2 separate regions of the Tursiops truncatus genome follow, and region 1 is linked to region 2. A link is a contact called in public Hi-C data. All regions are on one chromosome and are shown on one strand. The core of a region is the stretch at or near the end of the contact, and the rest is flanking DNA. Distances in the headings are between cores, read along the strand shown. Region 1 holds the start of ZNF317 (zinc finger protein 317). Region 2 holds the start of TSSK6 (testis specific serine kinase 6).

Region 1 (2,700 bases), core at 148-2,647, 260 kb before region 2:
AAACAGGCCCTTTAGATAGTATATTTCAAGAAGAAATTTAATGAACCCAGATTCTTGGATCTTCCCATACATAGAAAAGCACTAAAATCATTAACTGAGATATCTGTTCCTTGTGAGTAGTAATAATCTTTTACCGAGATATGTGCTTAACTGCATGTATTCCCTAGCCAAAAATCATATATATACTGGCTTCTCCCCCTACCTCTTTGAAGCAGTCCCTTCAGAGCTACTGAAAGGCTCTTGTTGCTGAACACAAGTTCTTGTGCCTGAAGCACAGTGAGGCCAAACAAACCAAAACATTGGAGTTTGGAGCAGAGGCAGGTTTATTGCAGGGCCAAGCAAGGAGAATGGGTGGTTTATGCTTGAAAAGTCTGAACTATCTGGTGGTTTCCTGGGAGAAGTTTTTATAGGCAAAATTTGGGGGTGAGGGCTGCAGGGTTTTTGACTTTCTTCTGATTGGTTGATGGTGAGGTAACAGGGCGGTGTTAAAGGAATCTTGTGCTCAGTCAGAAGTTACCATCGTCCACTTGGGTGGGGGCCTTATTGGGGACCTTAGTTCGTTCAAAAGAACTCAAAGATATTGTTATGTATATCCCTTGAGGAGGATCAGGATCTTGCTTTAATCACTGCACTATAGTTTCTTGACTATTCCTCCATTGTTTCTGCATTCCCTGTTTCCCTGATTAGCAGCTGTTTGAATCTGCCATTTGGAACTCAGGGAAAGTCTAGGAGGCTGAAGCCTTCATCCTACAAATAAGAAATGGGGGACCCAGAAAGGGTGTTTTGCCCAGGAGGGCCAGTTTCAAGTCCTGCTGTGATCTTTCATGACTCAGAAACAAGAAAAACATTTCTGGCAAAGCAATCAGATTCTGGATTGATGGTCAAGGTAGAGCTGAGCGTTGCCTGTTGGATCAATGGGACAAAGAAGGGTCCATGATGTTGCCAAGGTTTACAATGGACATGTGAAAGGTGGGGTTGCTATTATTTGAAGTTGATAAGGTGGAGTCAGGAGTTTGATTTGTGGACTTTAAATGTGTCTCTAAAATACCCAAGTGGAGAGAGAATATCTCATTCTGTCTGGCATTCAGGGCAGAGGTGTGGGATGGAATTTTGACTCTTGAGTGTATACACAGTACTTAAAGAGGTAAGATTCAGTGCTACCACAGGGATTATAAGACGAAAAGAGGCCTGAGAACTGAGTCCCGAGGCACTTGAACAATTAGAAGTTGGGGGGAAATTAGCGCCATCCGCAGTTTCCACCGAGGTACCCCCGCCATGCCCGTCTAAACTCCAGAACTACATTTCCCAGAGTCCTTTCCGTCTGTGCTTCCTGGTTAGAGGCCGGTTATGAAGTCCCGCGACACTTAGAAGGCGGAAGTGAAGCGGAAGCCATTACTCTCCGGAGGCGATTGCTGCTGTACACATGGGCAGAGGAGCGGTCCACCGCGGCTACTTCCGAGCTGTTGGTCCCCGCGACAGACCGGACCTTTCAATGAGTTTCTCGTCCCTTCGGCAGCAGCTTCCGTGACCTCTGCTCCCCGTGATTCTACCCTCCGTGATGTAAGACCCGCTTTCCTCACTTAACCCTTTACTCCCCGCTTTCCTGAGGACAAGAGAGGCCATAAGGCAGAGAGGGGTATCGGGGGATAGGGACCTGGGACCGGGAAGCCAGGCAGCCAGGAAGAGTGTGTTTTAGATCCTGTGATAAGCGGTATGAAACGCTAGTGATGAAGTTTAGGACCACTGTATTTAGCGACAAGGGGGAGGCACTGGTGATCTGGTCCAAAAAAAACTGACATCTTGGGATGGGGACAGAAAAGCCCGGCCGAAGTGAATTCAGGACATTATTTTGTGTGTGTGTGTGTGTGTGTGTGTGTGTGTGTGTGTGTATGTGTGTGTGTGTCAGGAATTGGAGACCGCAAGGATAAACTACCTACCTTTTGCTTTGTGGTCAGCTTTGTCTAACATTAATAGGAGCACACTGGTTTTCTTTCTGTTACCATTTATCTTGAATAATTTTTACACTTAAACATTTCAGTTATTTATCTTTATTTACTTTAGTTGACTCTCGTGTAAATAGCTTATAACTAGATTTTAAAATGCACTTCAACATTGTTGTTTAATTTGAGAATTAGTCCATTAATATTTATTGTGATTACTAATATTTTGCGTTGATCTTTACCACCTTATTTGGTACTTCCTGTTTATTTTTTTCCCTTCAAATAATTCTTTTATCAGAATATAGGACATATATGTCCCACAAAAATATGAAAACACAGAAAATTAAAAGAAAAATAAAGTGAATCTGCAAACCAGGCCAAGAAAAATAAGTATTTGAAACCTCGGAAACCTGTATTCTCTTAAACTGCGTCTTTCTCTTTCCCCATGATTTTCTTCCTGGATTTTACTGCTTATATGTTTTCTCAAAAATGTATTTACTAATTTTGGTAATTACTTGTAGGTGGACTTACACTAAAGTATTTTCAGAGACACCCTCTTTCCATATTGATGGAAGTACCCATTTTAATTTAGATATTTCCAAATATCTTGTAGAAGATTATATGCACCTACCTACCCATTCTTTTTCAGGTATTTTGTGACTCAAATTTTAGTCAGTTTACGAAGTTCCACATACCGGGGTTTTGTTTTCAAGTTGTGTTGAATATATATATGGATTTTGAGAATATTGGCATCATTATG
Region 2 (2,792 bases), core at 268-2,767:
TGAGGCACACGGGAGGCACTGCTGTATTATTAACTGATAGAGGACCGGGATATGGGCCACATTTGTCACTTAAAAATGAAAGAGATGCTGACTGTGGGAAGCCCAGGGAGACCCAAGGGCTAGGGTCCTTCTGCAGCCTGGTCACAGAACTATCCATGTATAAAAGACCTCATGTCACACACCCGAGAAGTGCACTGACCTGGGTGTCAAGAAGAGACTCAAAGATTGCTTTATATTTGTTGAATCTAGGAATGAGTCTAGAGTCGAGTGCCCACGTGGTGCCAAATCTAGTCTGTAACCTGTTTTTGTATGTCCCTCGGGCTAAGAACACTTTTAGGTTTGCAAAGTTGAAAAAAAAAGCAGCAATAGTGGATAAAGACCATCTGGCAGAGAAAGCACGAACTATTTAGCCGGCTCTTTACGGATAAAGTTTGCCAACCTTTGTTCTGGATTAGAAAAAAGCCAAGAAGGGGCAGGAGAAGACCTGAGTTTTCACCTGACAGTGACTTTTCTACTGTCTGAATTATAACTTTTTTTTTTTTGAAACCATGCCCATGAATTTTTTTGCTTTTTAATTGAGGCATAATTTGCACAACATGCGCATGGTTAAATGTAAAGTTCAATGACTTGCAACAAAGTATTCATTCTTAACTCGTTTTACATTTTTTGTATTTCTCTGTTATCCTTGGGTGCAGAGTATGGGCGCCTTTTACTTTCTCGCTTACATTTTTTTGTTAAACCCAATAAAAAATTTTAAAACGTTACTTAGAACCCTGGACAATTTTAAGAACACATAATTCTGGGACAGCCTGAAGTTGGGGGCCACCAGAGAGGAACCACTGCACAGAACATCTTCTCTTTTTTTTTTTTTCAGACCATCTTTTAAATTCCCTCGGTATTCCGGGTTTCGGCCCCAGCTTTGCTCTGGGTGGCCCCGTGGGGAGGTCGCATCCTCTCTCGGGCCTCAGTTTCCCCACCTGTGAAACTGGAACGTGGCGGAAGGATCGCGGCGCGGGCTAAATTAACCTCAGTTTCATCAATTGTAAAATGGGAATAATTAACGGGACCGACCTCTTGGGCTGTTCCGAGGAGACAAAGGGCTTAGTAAATGCTCGACAAACTGCAGCAGTTGTCGTTATTGTTAGTACTGAAGCTGTTGGGGATCCTGGAACTCCGCTTCCCGTCATATGGAGAGGGAAACTGAGGCCCGCTAGACTCCCCGGCGTCCCGACCCCGCCGAGGCACCCAGAAGGCCCAGACCCTGACACCCCGGCGCAGGGCGACACTGACCCGACAGTCCCCGACGCGGAAGGTTCCGCTTGTAGTCGATAGGGCCGTAGCCCCCCAGCGGGGGCATGTCCTGCTTCACCTTCGACGCCGCCATACTTACAGGACCCTGCACTTCCGGTCGCGGGAGGAAGTTACGCAACGGCGGCCAACGCCATAATGAGTGTGGCGGAAGCTGTCGCGCCGGTCTCGCACACGGCTGCGAAACCTAGGGCGCTGGTGCACCTACCTACCCCGGTGCACCTACCTACCCCAGTGCGTGAGAGAGCTCGGATAGCTGGGCCCGGGATCGACTGCACGCCCCAGCTGCGGCCGTAGAGTCCTTATTTTCTCTTCTCCCACACGGGGCGTGGCTTAGTCGGTGTCAAAGCCTGCAGCCCGGCCGGTCGCCAGGGTCCTTGCACCAAAGGACCACCCATTCACCTTACCTCTGGGGCGATGTGCAGGCCAGTTAGAAACCCTCAGATCTCTTCCCCATTTTCTCCCCCTCGGGGGGCCCTGTGGGCAGCCCAGGGCTTCACAGGGTCAGGGCTGAGTACAGAAGTTGGGGGACGGCTGCTACTCAGATTCGGACTCATGAGGAGCCAATTCGGACTCATGAGGACCCAATCCCAGGCACGGATTCCACTCCCCGTGGTGGTCGGGACTCCTTGCTAGTGTCCTCTCATCGGGAACTGGACCATTCAGCGTGATCATGAGTCACAAAGCCCTAGCTAGGGCCTTGGGGGGCACCACGGGGCGGGGTCTGGGGCCCCACCCCGAGGCGGGGTGACGCCCGCGTTCACTTCACAAGGCAGAAATTGTTACCTAGGCAATAAAGGGCACCGCGGCGGTGGGGGCCCGGGAGTGGGCACATGGGGGTGGGGGTGTGCAGGTGCCAAGTGCCATGGGTTAGGCCCGAGATAGGAGTCCGGCCGCCCACTGACAGCAGCCGCCTCCTGCTCCCCACGCGCTTCAGGCGCCACTATGTCGGGCGACAAGCTTCTGAGCGAACTCGGCTATAAACTGGGCCGCACGATAGGCGAGGGCAGTTACTCCAAGGTGAAGGTGGCCACGTCCAAGAAATACAAGGGCCCGGTGGCCATCAAGGTGGTGGACCGGCGGCGCGCGCCGCCAGACTTCGTCAACAAGTTCCTGCCACGCGAGTTGTCCATCCTTCGGGGCGTGCGGCACCCGCACATCGTGCACGTCTTCGAGTTCATCGAGGTGTGCAACGGGAAGCTGTACATCGTGATGGAGGCGGCCGCCACCGACCTACTGCAGGCCGTGCAGCGAAACGGGCGCATCCCCGGGGGGCAGGCACGCGACCTCTTCGGGCAGATTGCCGGTGCTGTGCGCTACCTGCACGACCACCACCTGGTGCACCGCGACCTCAAGTGCGAAAACGTGCTGCTGAGCCCTGATGAACGCCGCGTCAAGCTCACTGACTTCGGCTTCGGCCGTCAGGCGCATGGCTACCCCGACCTGAGCACCACCTACTGCGGCTCGGCCGCCTACGCGTCGCC

Evidence for each region. Hi-C and Micro-C count contacts between places; a contact is called where the count stands out from the background.
Region 1: a contact with region 2 is called in a Hi-C map of spleen, with 5 times the contacts expected there. The contact joins the promoter of ZNF317 here to the promoter of TSSK6 in region 2. A contact is called at or near these places in 2 of 2 Hi-C or Micro-C datasets (blood and spleen).

What each region holds. Positions count from the first base shown.
Region 1 is chr3:160,952,098-160,954,797 of mTurTru1.mat.Y, reverse strand. ZNF317 (zinc finger protein 317) reads left to right here and starts at 1,397. Exons shown (of 7, transcript XM_019930791.3): 1 at 1,397-1,560.
Region 2 is chr3:160,693,050-160,695,841 of mTurTru1.mat.Y, reverse strand. It overlaps TSSK6 (testis specific serine kinase 6), which reads left to right and starts at 1,517. Exons shown (of 1, transcript XM_004312328.4): 1 at 1,517-2,792. The coding sequence starts at 2,254. It overlaps NDUFA13 (NADH:ubiquinone oxidoreductase subunit A13), which reads right to left and starts at 1,429. Exons shown (of 5, transcript XM_033854061.2): 1 at 1,291-1,429. The coding sequence starts at 1,384.